2 separate regions of the Xenopus tropicalis genome follow, and region 2 is linked to region 1. A link is a contact called in public Hi-C data. All regions are on one chromosome and are shown on one strand. Each heading gives the region's core, a stretch centred on a gene start, on an enhancer-like site or on the middle of the called end of the contact. The rest is flanking DNA. Distances are from core to core; before and after follow the strand shown. Region 1 has its middle 5.6 kb from the start of rft1. Region 2 overlaps prkcd (protein kinase C delta type).

Region 1 (7,452 bases), core at 1,475-3,974:
TCCAATAACTCACCTCTACATGGGACAGCACCTCTCCAATAAAGATTTCAACTCTGTATGAGAATCTTTCGAACCAAGAAAATACCTTGCTGGGCTGGCAATACACACCCATCAAGGTATATTCTTGGTCAAAAGATCAAGTTCAATTTGGACAGCAGACAGTATGGGCCTATAAAATAAAATTGTCTATTAAAACTGCCTCCCAAGGTGCCCCTATATGTATGACAGACAGGTGCCATACAGATTTTAGCTACCAACAGGGTCACTCTTGACTTATAAGGCTTATTGGGCAGCTTAAGGGCTTAAAACATTGCCCTCCCTGGTTGATATCTCATTGAGTGTAGGTCAGATATTTATTTGGCAAGGTGGAAAATCTTGAGGACTATAGGCCTTGAATGGAGTACATGGCGATGGGTGTACATGGGCCCTGTGATATTCTATTCCATTACAACTGTAACGTTTCAGTTTCAGCTCCTCTTTTACTAAAAGGATACAAAGTTTCCAGGCAAAACAAATAGAGCATTGTTAGTGCTAATGTATCCTGTGGGTTAATTTTGTATCATGGAAAGTACAAGCATAGTCTCAATTTACAGTATATTGTCATTACATTCAATGTTTTAACAATCAAAGTAGACGTTTACTATTATACATTGTTACTGCATTCAGTGCTCATGAGGTATTACAGTCTTGTCATTAAATGCATTGCTTTACCACTTTATGTTCCAAGAAGTTGTTAAAGTATCTTGCCATTACAATCAGTTCTATAACAAGCATATGCCATGGAGCAGTTTAGTTTATTTTTCTTTTGGTTTTTGGTTTAACAAAGCATAACGATTTTATTTGCATATTTTAGAGTAATAACTTTATTCCAGGCAACAAAGGACAAGAGAAGGGAGATACAAAGTGACTACAGTTCCTCCTGGGGGCAGCAATGCTTTTTTATCCATTACCATGACTTCTTTAACATAGTAATTATTGCTGTGTTTGTCATTCTTTATGTGTGCAAACTGCATGGAAAGGGAGGGCCATTTTTAATAAACGGATTTAGGCCATAACATGTGCAGATATATTTTAATGACACTGATCACTGAAAAAGTAGCAATAAGCAGTAATCAGGTGCTGGTGCTGTTTAGCTATGTTGGTTAACTGTGAAAATCATTATTCCTAATCTGTGAGAGTGATCAATGTCCTAGATCCATCAAGATACAATATTTTCACTAGGCTGTTCTACATTAACTTTGAAGTGTTGTGAGTGTTGCTAAGGGTTGTTACACTGTAGAGACTAGTGACAGGCAGCCGCTGAAGCTCTCACTGTTAATCAGTGCAGAAACTGAAAGTTGGCTTTCATCACCAACCCAAAACCAGCAAAGAGCTGGATCAGTGATGGATGGCCCTCTAAAGCGCATTGTTGTATGTGACACCCAGGGTCCAAAATATAACCAGTATAAAAAATGCTAATTGGCATCCTTATTACATGGCTTTGTTGTTGAAATAAGAAGGTTAATGGGAACTGTTGGACAGTGGGGCAGACCAGAGAATTTTATGGTGCCCTGTCAGACCAGTCTGACTCTGGGCTTGTGGAGACCTATGAGCTAATGCCTCTCTCTGTTCTTAATTGCCACTAGTCTTTTCATCCCTCCCTCTCTGTCCCTCCACATCTTTCAACCCTTTTGTTTGCAATTGTTCATTGGCACATCAGATTTCCTTTATGAACTCTGTATACACTATATTTATAGCCCTGAGCATCCTACACACCCTATGCTATATAATGTAGTAGTATAACAAGTAATGTTTTTATTTTCTTTCTAGAAAAACATCCCTGGTAGTAATCTGAATGAAAGGAGACATTTGGTTCCCAAGGCTTCAGTTTACTTGCAAATCCATAAATCCATAATTGGAACTGTCCATGAGACAGTAACAGTGCAAATGCATGCCTGTCTGTTTATGTATGACACGGTCTGCAGCTGCTATTACATATACAGGTATGGGACCTTTTATTGAGAATGCTCGAGACCTGGGGTTTTCTGGCCAAGGGATCTTTCCGTAATTTGGATCACCATCCCATACAAATCTGCTAAAAAATGTACTTAAATGTTAAATAAACTAGGTTTGTTTTACCACCAACATAGATTAATGATATCTTAGTTAGAACAAAGTACTAGGTACTACTTTAGTATTACAGGTATCGGACCCCTTATCCGGAAACCCCTTATCCAGAAAGCTCCGAATTACGTAATGCCCGTTTCCCATAGACTCCATTTTAATCAAATAATTCAGAATTTTAAAACTGATTTCCTTTTTCTCTGTAATAATAAAACAGTACCTTGTAATTGATCCCAACTAAGATATGATTAATCCTTATTGGATGCAAAACAATCCTATTGGGTTTAATTAATGTTTTATTGATTTTTTAGTAGACTTAAGGTATTGAGATCCAAATTACGGAAAGACCCCTTATCCGGAATACGTTTGGTCCCAAGCATTCTGGATAATGGGTCCTATACCTGTACAGAGAAAAAGTAAATTATTTTTTTAAAATTTTAATTATTTGTTTAAAATGAAGTCAATGGGACATGGCCTTTCCACAATTTGGAAACAGGTTTCTGGATAAGAGATTCCATACCTGTAATCTATTCTTATGAGAATGTACAGTGTGCAGTACAGAGGTACTGAGACATCTTTCCCGTACACTGTTACTTTATGACCAGGAGAATGCAATTGTGTGTTGAGCAGCAGACTTTCGAAAGTTTTTTGAAATAGTTTCCTGTTTTGTGAAAAAGGAAGTCATGATACCAAAGAAAACACTTACCTAAGCATATTGATTTCTCCATTTAATATGGCAACATGTGTTAGTGCTAGACTGTCTGGTACCTTCCTGGGGTGCTCAGAGCAGTGAATGGGGAAAACTCTGGACAATAAGGTTGTGATTTGGGGTGAATGGTTATTCTCCTGGATTTTCCTAAAAGTTCAGTCTGAATGGCAATTAGAATAACATATAGGGATAGCCTTACAGTTATTTCCTGCCCTAGACCATCTTGGAACTATTACAGATCATTAATAAAACAGTGTTTTCATTTATCCTTATACTAGTTGTTAGGTAAGGTGCGTAGCAAATGTGGGACTGCAGAGGTGGGCTACAGCACTAGTTGGTTATGGAGCCTGTCAGTGTATCTTTTTTCCTAAATTCCTTTATACAGACATTCAGTAACGTATACCAACCCTATTTGGAATTATTCTTACCATAGGTTGGCACTACAGCTAATGTCCCTGAATGCAGTTCACTGCATGATAAGTGCATGATAAGACTAAGGGGCCCATTTACATACTCACGAACGGGCCGAATGCGTCCGATTGCGTTTTTTTCGTAATGATCGGTATTTTGCGATTTTTTCGGAAAATTATCACGACTTTTTCGTTACCAATACGATTTTTGCGGAAAAAAGCGAGTTTTTCGTAGCCATTTCGAAAGTTGAGATTTTTTCGTAGCGTTAAAACTTGCGCAAAAAGTTCCGATTTTTTCGTAGTGTTAAAACTTGCGCAAAACGTCGCGCCTTTTAAGTTTTAACGCTACGAAAAAAGCGCAACTTTTCGCGCAAGTTTTAACGCTACGAAAAAATCGCAACTTTCGGAATGGCTACGAAAAACTCGCGTTTTTTCCCGCAAATCGTATTGGTAACGAAAAAGTCGCGATAATTTCCGAAAAGTCGTAAAGGCGCCGAAAAAATTGCAAAAAATACGAAAAAGTCGCAAAATGTTCGTTTTCCAATCGGAATTTTTCCAATTCGGATTCGAATTTGTGGGTTAGTAAATCAGCCCCTAAGAGGCAGATTCATCAGAATTCATATTTGTGTAATGTTTGTGGTTTTGTTCTAAAATAAATAAACTCACATTTTTAAAAAGCACAAATATTTCCTTGTTTATTAAACTTGTTTATTAGTGAACTTTACATCACTTTAATAGCTCTCCCCAAAAAATACAAAAAATTGAATACCTTGAAGTAAAAGGACTCCAAAAAAAGAAAAAAGTCTAGGACAGCTCTCACTGACTTCTACCTGACCTCGACAACTTTTAGATGGTGTACACACACACACACAGTGTCTAGATATGCCAGCTGTAACCACAAGGGGGTGCAAGGAATGCAACTCCATCTGGGATCCTAAGGTAGTCCTATAATAACAACACTCATTTGATCTTTCCCAACAGAAAGAAGACAATGTACACTTATGCATTAAAATATTTAGTATAGAGAGGGCCAGGAACACAGAGCATGTTAGAGGTTTGTTGTATGAAATCTGCCTTTTGCTGCTACACAAGATACACCCTGGAAAGTGCAGGCACAACATACATTGCCCTTGTTAAGCTTGTTGTGTGACTTCTTGTTAAAAGTGGACAGAGATAACATTGTAAGATGCATCCAAATACTTGGAATTAAGGGAATTCCAAGATACATCACACAAGTGCATGACTCCCACAAATAGACCACCTGAAAGAATAAGCTGCACAATCTCCTACTATCTTTCTTAGCTCAGAAGTGTTTATAACACCTCAGCTTTCAACATTTTGCTAGATAAAATATTCAGCGATGAGTAAGTTTCATTTGAAAGCACTGCTTCCCCTTTCTTGTTATCTGGTTATTACAACACTGGACATTATAAAATCATTGTCGCACACAGTCATTTTTCTCTGCATATCTTCACAGGAAGTCAACAATTTTGTCATTAATGACTGGTACTGGTCTCAGACGCACACTATAGGCTGCAAGAAAGAGACCAGTAGCATGAGAAATGAACCATGGCTGTCTGAACACTTAAAGCAGAGGGAAGCAGTGAGGAATCATAATATGGCCTACCTGGCAGCCTCCGGGACCCATAGCTTTGTGGAGGCCAAATGCCACCTGAATCACCATACTCTGATCTACATCTTGTAGTCTACTAAAAAACATGGCAATTAAAATGGCCGAATAGAAAGGAGACAGAAAGAAGAGGATAAAAGGAAGGAGGAGAAGTGGGGGATATTAGTGGAGAAAAGGGCAGTTCTGAACGGGGGGAGAAAAAAAGAGATCAGAAGAAAGAGGTGTGGAAGAGGAGAAAATAGGGTTGTTGTGACTAGATGATGCAAACCAGAAGCCAAAATTATTCTAATATCAGGTTAGCAAAATATAAAACATCTTATTATGCATGTTATGAACAAGGTTTTTTCTAACAACCATCTGCCATTTAAAACAGCAGAACCAGCAGAAATCAGGAAAAAATACATTCCACAGGGAGTAGTAGTAAATTCACAAAATAATAGTGGCATAAAAGTGCTAAATCAATCTATATAGAGACACAATCAATATAGAACTAAATAGAGATATTTTGTGAAGCAAGCTGTCAGGGCTCCCTTCCTAAGAACTCCTGTCTGTAGGTATATCTAGTATAAATAAATATAAAGCAACTGGACTTGTTAGGTAATCATTGAAGACGTTTCACTACTCATCCGAGCACTACTCGGATGAGTAGTGAAACGTCTTCAATGATTACCTAACAAGTCCAGTTGCTTTAGGGGTCTGGCACACGGGGAGATTAGTCGCCCGCGACAAATCTCCCGTGTCTCGGGCGACTAATCTCCCGTGTCTCGGGCGACTAATCTCCACGGATTGCCATCCCACCCATGAAATTGTAAATCGCCGGTGGGATGGCATACGCGGCGGCGCGATTTCACTGAAATCGCGCAAGTTTCCTCTCGAGGCAACTTGCGCGATTTCACTGAAATCACGCCGCCGCGTATGCCATCCCACCGGCGATTTACAATTTCATGGGTGGGATGGCAATCCGTGGAGATTAGTCGCCCGCGAACAGGGAGTTTTGTCACGGGCGACTAATCTCCCCGTGTGCCAGAGCCCTTAGATTTATTTATACTAGATATACCATGACCTGGATGAATGAAAATCTTCATCGACATCCTGTCTGTAGGGTGTGCCCTGCCCTACAGACAAGAACCAGTACCTTAAGAGGACTTTTTTCTGAGTCAGAGCATTTAAGGAAAAATGGCAATGGCAGCGATGTCATGTATTTCCCTCTCAAGTGTGCAGCAGCATCTGGCAGTCTTGTTTTTGGCACTTTTACCAGCAAATTATGTTAGCAGAGATTACGTGTAAAGTCCCTTGATACCAAGAGAGACTCTTTCCAATACAGGGAAGGAATTGCAGCCAAAGCTACACAGGAATAATCAGAAATATTCCTGGAATTACCATTCCTCTCCTATGGATGGAAGAGCAGAGCCCCCACATTTGTAATTGGCACATTTCCTGGACACTGGCATTTCCTTCCATCGTATGCATTATGAATAGGCAACTACAACAGACAATGCTAAAAAACAGGCAAGCTACCAATGTCACATCTAATATTGTCTACACAACATTGTGCATACAATGTTGGAATGGAAAGCTCGGTTCTTCAAGGACTTGTTACTGCCAAGGCTATATAGTATTCCAGTTATAGGACCACTCACAACTCTTATCTATACAACTGACCAGAACATCTTCAATGATACACTTAGAACTGATTTAGATTGTATTACTAATTGTGCCTTTGAAATGTACACCTTGGCACACAAATCTAGTTTTCTGTACATAAATATTTACATAGTACTAGCCAATAAAATATCTAATACACATATGTGACTCATGTTTGTTTTTTAAATTGTGAGCAAAACTACAAGTTTTTATGTTATTAGGTGAAACACATTTCCTTGTACTCACATAACTTCTCAACTTCCTTCTGGGAAAGTAAATGCATAGGTCACTTACGCTTTATGACTGAGATTGCAGAATCTAGCAAAGCATGGCTTATATCATAATCTAATAATGAGGAGTGTGTCAAAAATTTCCAGATTCCCACTCCCTAACCTATCCTTTCCAAGACCCTGCCCAAATGATTTTAAAACCTGTGCCCACCCCACCACTTCTGATGGCCCATGGGTTTCAAGCCAATCTGCATATCACTAGAATGTAGGTCAGACTAATTAGCCTTCAGATAATTTCCTATCAGAAAGAAAAATAAATTACTTAATTATTTATATAATTGCAGTACAGAATAATTACAGCTTCCAAGTGTTCCAGTGTTGTCCATACACAGTCTCAATATGGAACCACACTCATCTGAACACCCAGACAACAATTTTTTCCAAAGGTTCTTTGGCTTCTTCTCATATTCACAGAAAATGGCACATGTAGTGGTGGAACTGAAATTTCCTTTTACTAAGTGCAATAGAGCGTGATAATGACTGGAAACTAGAAAATGATACATAGAAAAACTATAAACTAAACTGCAGATTTTTTGGTGCGCCTATATATATTAACACCTATGTACCGTATTTTTCGGACCATAAGACGCACCGGACCATAAGACGCACCAATTTTTTGGGAAGGGAAATGAAGAAAAAAAGATTCTGAAACAAAGTGTCCTAAAA
Region 2 (7,452 bases), core at 2,025-4,524, 67 kb after region 1:
ATTTTCTAGCAGACTTAAGGTATGGAGATCCAAATTACGGAAAGATCCCTTATCTGGAAAACCCCAGGTCCCGAGCATTCTAGATAACAGGTCCCATACCTGTACTAGCCAAAATAATAGAAACACCAACAGGAAAAAATAGTAATTTAAATTATTAATTGAAAACTCTCTAAATGTTGGCCTTACTGCCAAGTATCAGTGCCCCTTGTAACTTCAAGAGCCGACATTCTGATTCTTAAATCGGAATTTCTGCAACTCGGCCCTCTCTGACACAAAAACCCAAAGTGGGGGTGGGGTTGGGGGAATCATTCACTCAGGGCAGCACTAGGGGCTGAAACGTCCTTGGTTTGGTGGTATGTGGCCAGAGAATGGATATCCGTAGCCAGTGCCTGGCTAAAGCATTGGCATTTGGCTTTAGCATAGCTGCACCAATAGGAACATATCAAGAGAGTAACATACATAGTTAGATATAGTTACATAGGGTTGAAAAAAGACCCTTCCAAGCAAACCCAGCACACACAAACCTATACTGACCTATCTATCCACTCACATACAGTCCCATACTGACCTATCTATCCACTCACATACAGACCCATACTGACCTATCTATACACTCACATACAGACCCATACTGACCTATCTATCCACTCACATACAGACCCACACTGACCTATCTATCCACTCACATACAGACCCATACTGACCTATCTATCCACTCACATACAGACCCATACTGACCTATCTATCCACTCACATACAGACCCACACTGACCTATCTATCCACTCACATACAGACCCATACTGACCTATCTATCCACTCACATACAGACCCATACTGACCTATCCACTCACATACAGACCCATACTGACCTATCTATACACTCACATACAGACCCATACTGACCTGTCTATCCACTCACATACAGACCCACACTGACCTATCTATCCACTCACATACAGACCCACACTGACCTATCTATCCACTCACATACAGACCCATACTGACCTATCTATACACTCACATACAGACCCACACTGACCTATCTATCCACTCACATACAGACCCATACTGACCTATCTATACACTCACATACAGACCCATACTGACCTATCTATCCACTCACATACAGACCCATACTGACCTATCTATCCACTCACATACAGACCCATACTGACCTATCTATCCACTCACATACAGACCCATACTGACCTATCTATACACTCACATACAGACCCACACTGACCTATCTATCCACTCACATACAGACCCACACTGACCTATCTATCCACTCACATACAGACCCATACTGACCTATCTATACACTCACATACATAAACCATATATACCAACATCAATGCTATGCTACTGTAGATATTAGTGTCACAATAGCCTTGGATACTATGCTTGTTCAAGAACTCATCCAGGCCCCATTAACAGAATCTGCCATCACAACATCACTAGGAAGGGCATTCCCCAGCCTCACTGCCCTCACCATTAAAAACAAAAACCCCTACGCTGCTTCAAATGAAAGATCCGTTCCTCTAATCTCAAGGGGGGCCTCTGGTGCGCTGATTGTTTTTATGGGAAAAAGAACACCCCCTATACGTCTACAATCCCCTCTAATATATTTAGGCGTGAGGCGTGCACCCCTCTTCGATGTTTCCGCTTTAATGGTACTTCATGGTGTACACAATATTTCAGACCACCTGGTCTATTTCTGAAGTATATTCAAGAGAAGCCCTGTTTGGTCCCAGCTTTGCAGAGAAAGTCTTTAACCCAAATTGCATGGTCCTATTAAATTATCATGGCACTAGATTGCAAGGTATTAACAGGAATTTATTGGGGTCATTTATTTCTCTGTATTTCAGAATTAGCCGTGGTGCTCAACATTTTGCTTGATTTAGGTATACCCTATCGGGCAGATTTGTCAGAATTCTTTTTTTTTTTTGTTTTTCTAAATATGAATTTTATTCGGAGAAATGCCACTAAGTTTCAAAGGGTTTTTATATATAATCAAAGGGGATTATAGCCAGATAGTGGTTGAACATTTCTCCCATAAAAACAATCAACGCACCAGAGGTCACCCTTTTAGATTAGAGGAACAGACCTTCCATTTAAAGTAGCGTAGGGGGTTTTTCACAGTGAGGGCAGTGAGGTTGGGGAATGCCCTTCCTAGTGATGTTGTGATGGCAGATTTTGTTAATGTCTTTAAAGGAACAGTTATTATTATTAACATTTATTTATAAAGCAGTTCAGTGTAAAAATGAAAATGGGCAAAATAGACAGACTGCACAAAATAAAAATGTATTCAGTATAGTTGATCAGCCAAAAATGTAATCTATAAGTGAGCAGATTTCTAACATAATAGCCTGAACACTACTTCCTCCTTTACAGCTCTCTAAGCTGTTAGCAGTCTTTGACCTGCATGCTCACAAACTAACTGAATAGTTAGTTTGTCCTATGTGCCCCCCTAAAGTCACTGACTAAATAAGAGGTTCAAAAGCGGAATGCAGGAAGTAGTGTTCAGGCCATTATGTTAAACATCTGCCCACTCCTGCCTTTATAGATTACATTTTTGCCTAACTAACTATATTGCAAATATTTTCTATTTTGCGCAGTCTGTCTATTTTACCCAGTTTCATTTTTACACTGAACTGTTCCTTAAAGAGGGGCTTGGATGACTTAACGAACAAGCATATATATGCAGTGCTATTGTGATACTAAATGTGATACTAAAATCTACAGTTGGTTATATATAGTTTATGTATGTGAGTGTATATATATATATATATATATAATATATTTTATGCACTGGGGTTTGTGTAAAGGGGTTGAACTTGATGGACTTTGGTCTTTTTTCAACTCAGCTTGACTATATAACTATTTGTGTAACTGACTTTAATGCCAAGAATTCTTGAGTTAGTAGAGTGACAGAAATATTTTCATTCAGCCAAGCGATGATGTGCCATTGTTTTCAAAGCAGCCATAATTTAGTATGGCACACTAACCACTTGTCTAATAAAAATAATAAGGAATGAATGTATGACTTTATTCCAGTTTCAGGCAGAGCTTCCTTTTGTTGTTAGTGGCAAACAGGACTATCTCAGCTGTTTGCGCACTGTGTTTTTTACTTGCATGGCATCAAATCATCTCAACAAGCCCTCCATTGCCCTCCATAAGGATCACTTAGAATTCCAGCACAGCTCTTACGAGATGCAGGAGAGCACATTTTCTATTAGCCGCAGCCTTGCATGGTGATTTTTTGTGATTTTTTTCAGAACTTAAAAACTCTAAATGCAGCTCTTTAGCACCATCCAGAGTCAGTGCCGGGGCAACACAGGATGTTGATGAAAAAAGTCCTATCAGTGAGAATTGTATCTGACAAGTCTTATCTGCTGTGGTCTAAACACAGACAAGTGTTAAAGGATGTTTGCATCACATAATCGCCCCCTCTAATAATTACACCATCTACAGCATTTAACGTGTGAATATGACTGGTGATACCGCAGAAATGACATTTTGATCTGTGCCGCTTTATTTGTGTTGTCTAGTAACACCCGGCATGGCAAGATTAGAGAGAACCAGCATGGAAGGTGTTAAACATTGTTTGAATTGAAAAATGAGCCCAGAAGGACTGTTGGCTTGTATTATGGTAATATTGGTTTGTGAGATCCTAGCGGCCTGGGCCTCCCCGAGTGATTTTGCCCTTCTCTAGATATTCTGTCTGTGTCTGCACACCTGAACTGTTACAGCAAAGCAAACCATTAGGAATGTCATTTTAGCTATAATGTCAACAGGGGGGTAGGTGGCAGTGCTGCCCACAAAATAAATAGTGCTAAACTATATGTAAGTGGCCAAAAACTATATTGCCGTTTTGGCACACACGGGTTTGTGGAGATTAAGTTAAACAAATAATTTAAAGAAAGGAATAATTTTAAAATGAAAGTTATATATATATATATATATATATATATATATATATATATATATATATATATATATATATATATATATATATATATATATATTAGTGTGTGTGTGTGTGTACGTATCTATATATATATATCCTGACATTTCTGGAAGGAAAGTGGAATAATTTAGGCTCATTACTTTGGCAGTAGATACTTGTAATATAGTAACAGAATCCATGATTTACTGGTTATATTTCAGCCTGGTAGAGTCCTCAAACAGGTATAGGGTTACTTTTGGTTTTAATTCCTTCTTTCTTTTTCTTTCTTTTTTGCTGTATTTTAATAGTTGTTGATTTTAATGTAGGCAAAATAAAAGTATATTTTATGATTCGGAGCAGGTGTGCCTAGATTTCATGTGTCTCTTTACTACTTTCAATTTATATAATATTATACACACTAGCGCACCCTGTTAATAGACTATAGTGCGAGGTTGATCTGCTCTATAATAGGGTTTACATGTCTGCGTTAAGCTTTCCTGGGTTAGAGAAGCAGAAGAAGCATTGCAGAAATGCTGATCTTTACAAGGCCCTCTTGGGCAAAAGCCACAGAGCATCCCACTTGGGCATTAATTCCGATAATGGTGTTGTGGGCACATGCCAGTCTCTCTGTAGTGTTTACTTTGCTCTTGTATAAACTTTGAACATTTTATTCCTGCAGATTAAAAGCAGACTCTTAGCTGTCCATTAGGAGCAGGTCCAACGTAAACAGAGCCCCCTTCCAAAGTAAACCGAGAACCCTCCGTTTCCAGTCACCTGGCCCATGTGGCACCTCTGCTGTGGGCTGCCAGTGAGCATTTCTCTAACACTTGGTTTGCAGCTAATTTCTTCACTGAAAAGTCCAAAGATCTGCCAGCAGCTGTACCCGGTGGGCACTACCTAGGTGCTTAGCCAGTGCTGTAGCGATGGCTGCCATTGAAGTGCCTTGTGGTGCCACTGTTCACTCTGAGCATGCTGCAGGCATTGCATATTCTCACCATCAAACTGTACCTAGAGAAAAACATGGCCACTAATGTAGGTAGCTCCTAATCAGAGTTATCTATGTCAGATACAATATCTGCTTATATACGGCATGCCTGGGATTGTTCTTTTAAACTGCCATTTTTATCCAGTGAGAGGGTCCGCTCTCTGTGTTACCATGAGGTAGATAATCTGGACAAGTATGTTCTTTTCTACATGTCTTCACAATAAACAACTTGTTTTGTTAACACGCTACTTGTGACTCTTTTCACAGGGTTTACAATGTCTCCTTTCCTGCGCATTTCCTTTAATTCCTTCGACCTGGGGGGCATGCTCAGTCTCCCAGACCATAGCCAGCCTTTCTGTGCAGTCAAAGTGAAAGAATCTCTCACTACAGGTAAGTGATCTCCATTCTGATTATGAGCTTACATTGCTCTTCTATAAGAAGGGTGCACCATTTGTCTATATGCATGTAAAAGTCTGCTCGCTCTTCTACAAATATAGAAAAATTGCAGGGCACTCTGGTATTCAATAAAAAACATTTTATTGAATACCCGATTGCCCATCAATTTATTTTATATTTCAATAATTTGCTTGGGGATCCTAGATTGGACCCCTGCAGTAAGCACCGAACCCTATATTATATCAAATAATTGTAAGGAGTGCATCGCCAACTATATTTTTCTCTCTTCTAGAAGATTTTTGGAACCTTGTTATTATAGTGGTTGGTGATTAAAGCAAACTTTCTACTCGACTTACTGGTGCTGACAGAACAACATGTGAAAAGAAAGATGTCTGTTTATCACCATAATACAAGACTTGTGTATCCCTTATAGAGAGAGGCAAGACTTTGGTTCAGAAAAAGCCTACCATGTACCCAGACTGGAAGTCACCATTTGATGCTCACATCTATGAGGGACGCGTGATCCAGATAGTGCTAATGAAGGCAGCAGAAGATCCTCTATCAGAAGCCACCGTGGGTGTCTCCGTGCTGGCTGAACGCTGCAAGAAAGGCAATGGCAAGTCAGAATTCTGGGTAAGTGGAGGGGTTGGATTCTGTGAGGCAGCCAGAACTGGGCTGATGTTGGGCAAATATAAAGATGCACTTTTATATCTTCCCACAGTTGGATCTCCAGCCCCAAGCCAAAGTGCTAATGTCGGTGCAGTACTTCCTGGAAGATGCTGGTATGTTCATTGTGTGTGTATTTGTGTTGCATTTCTGGGTTTTATAATAAGGGTTTTTTATAACCTACTGAGACATTGTGTTGCCTGGGGGTCCCTAATGTTTGCTGGGATGGTAATGACTATATGTGTTTAGACGTGCGTTACAGACCCACTCTGGACTTGATATAACAGTTAACTTTATTAGATCAGGATTTCTTCCCCCAAAGTAGCAACAATATCCCAAGCAGCCAGCCTAATGTACATGCATAATATGTAGGAGTATAATATACATGCACATAAATGCCACAAATAACATATGATCACATTTTGCATCTTGAGTCATCCAACTTTGCAGTGTTGTTTCACCCCTGGACATCCAGAGTACAAACAGGAGAGTCTGTAAAGCTGGATATACATGCCCAGCTTTGGTCAGACTCCTGACCTAAGCCCTGTTGTATCTGAGGGTGTTGCACTACACTGAGCCATCCTGTAGCTGGTTGTGAGATGCAGTGTTTCTGTTGTCATATGTTACATAGTTACATAGTTACATAGGGTTGAAAAAAGACCATTGTCCATCAAGTTCAACCCATCCGAGTAAACCCAGCACACAACCTATACTAACCAATCTATACACTCACATACATAAACTATATATATACAACCAGTAATACTAACTGTAGATATTAGTATCACAATAGCCTTGGATATTCTGCTTGTTCAAAAACTCATCCAGGCCCCTCTTAAAGGCATTAACAGAGTCTGCCATTACCACATCACTAGGAAGGGCATTCCACAGCCTCACTGCCCTCACTGTGAAAAACCACCTACGCTGCTTCAAATGGAAGCTCTGTTCCTCTAATCTATAGGGGTGACCTCTGGTGCGCTGATTGTTTTTATGGGAAAAAAGAACATCCCCCAACTGCCTATAATCCCCTCTAATGTACTTGTACAGAGTAATCATGTCCCCTCGCAAGCGCCTCTTTTCCAGAGAAAACAACCCCAACCTCGACAGTCTAACCTCATAGCTTAAATCTTCCATCCCCTTTACCAGTTTAGTTGCACGTCTCTGCACTCTCTCCAGCTCATTAATATCCTTCTTAAGGACTGGAGCCCAAAACTGCACTGCATACTCAAGGTGAGGCCTTACCAGGGACCTATAAAGCGGCAAAAATATGTCCTCATCCCTTGAGTCAATGCCCTTTTTTATACAAGACAGCACTTTATTTGCTGTAGTAGCCACAGAATGACACTGCCTGGAATTAGACAACTTGTGATCTACAAAAACCCCTAGATCCTTCTCCATTAAGGATGCCCCCAACACACTACCATTCAGTAGATAGTTTGCGTTTATATTATTCCT

What was found. Hi-C and Micro-C count contacts between places; a contact is called where the count stands out from the background.
Region 2: a contact with region 1 is called in a Hi-C map of liver, with 4 times the contacts expected there. The contact joins two enhancer-like sites. A contact is called at or near these places in 4 of 5 Hi-C or Micro-C datasets (brain, liver, neurula embryo and 1 more).

The regions. Positions count from the first base shown.
Region 1 is chr4:123,688,472-123,695,923 of UCB_Xtro_10.0, forward strand. No RefSeq gene overlaps it. Among named protein-coding and RNA genes, the nearest start is that of rft1, 5.6 kb to the left of the region's middle. Within about 2 kb of position 2,725, at least 2 of the 11 cell types and tissues checked have an H3K27ac peak or open chromatin away from gene starts, as enhancers often do. A contact at or near this core is called in liver, where this site is marked.
Region 2 is chr4:123,755,372-123,762,823 of UCB_Xtro_10.0, forward strand. It overlaps prkcd (protein kinase C delta type), which reads left to right. Exons shown (of 18, transcript XM_002934221.5): 2 at 5,203-5,325; 3 at 5,765-5,964; 4 at 6,053-6,113. The coding sequence starts at 5,211. Among named protein-coding and RNA genes, the nearest start is that of prkcd, 26 kb to the left of the region's middle. Within about 2 kb of position 3,275, at least 4 of the 11 cell types and tissues checked have an H3K27ac peak or open chromatin away from gene starts, as enhancers often do. A contact at or near this core is called in liver, where this site is marked.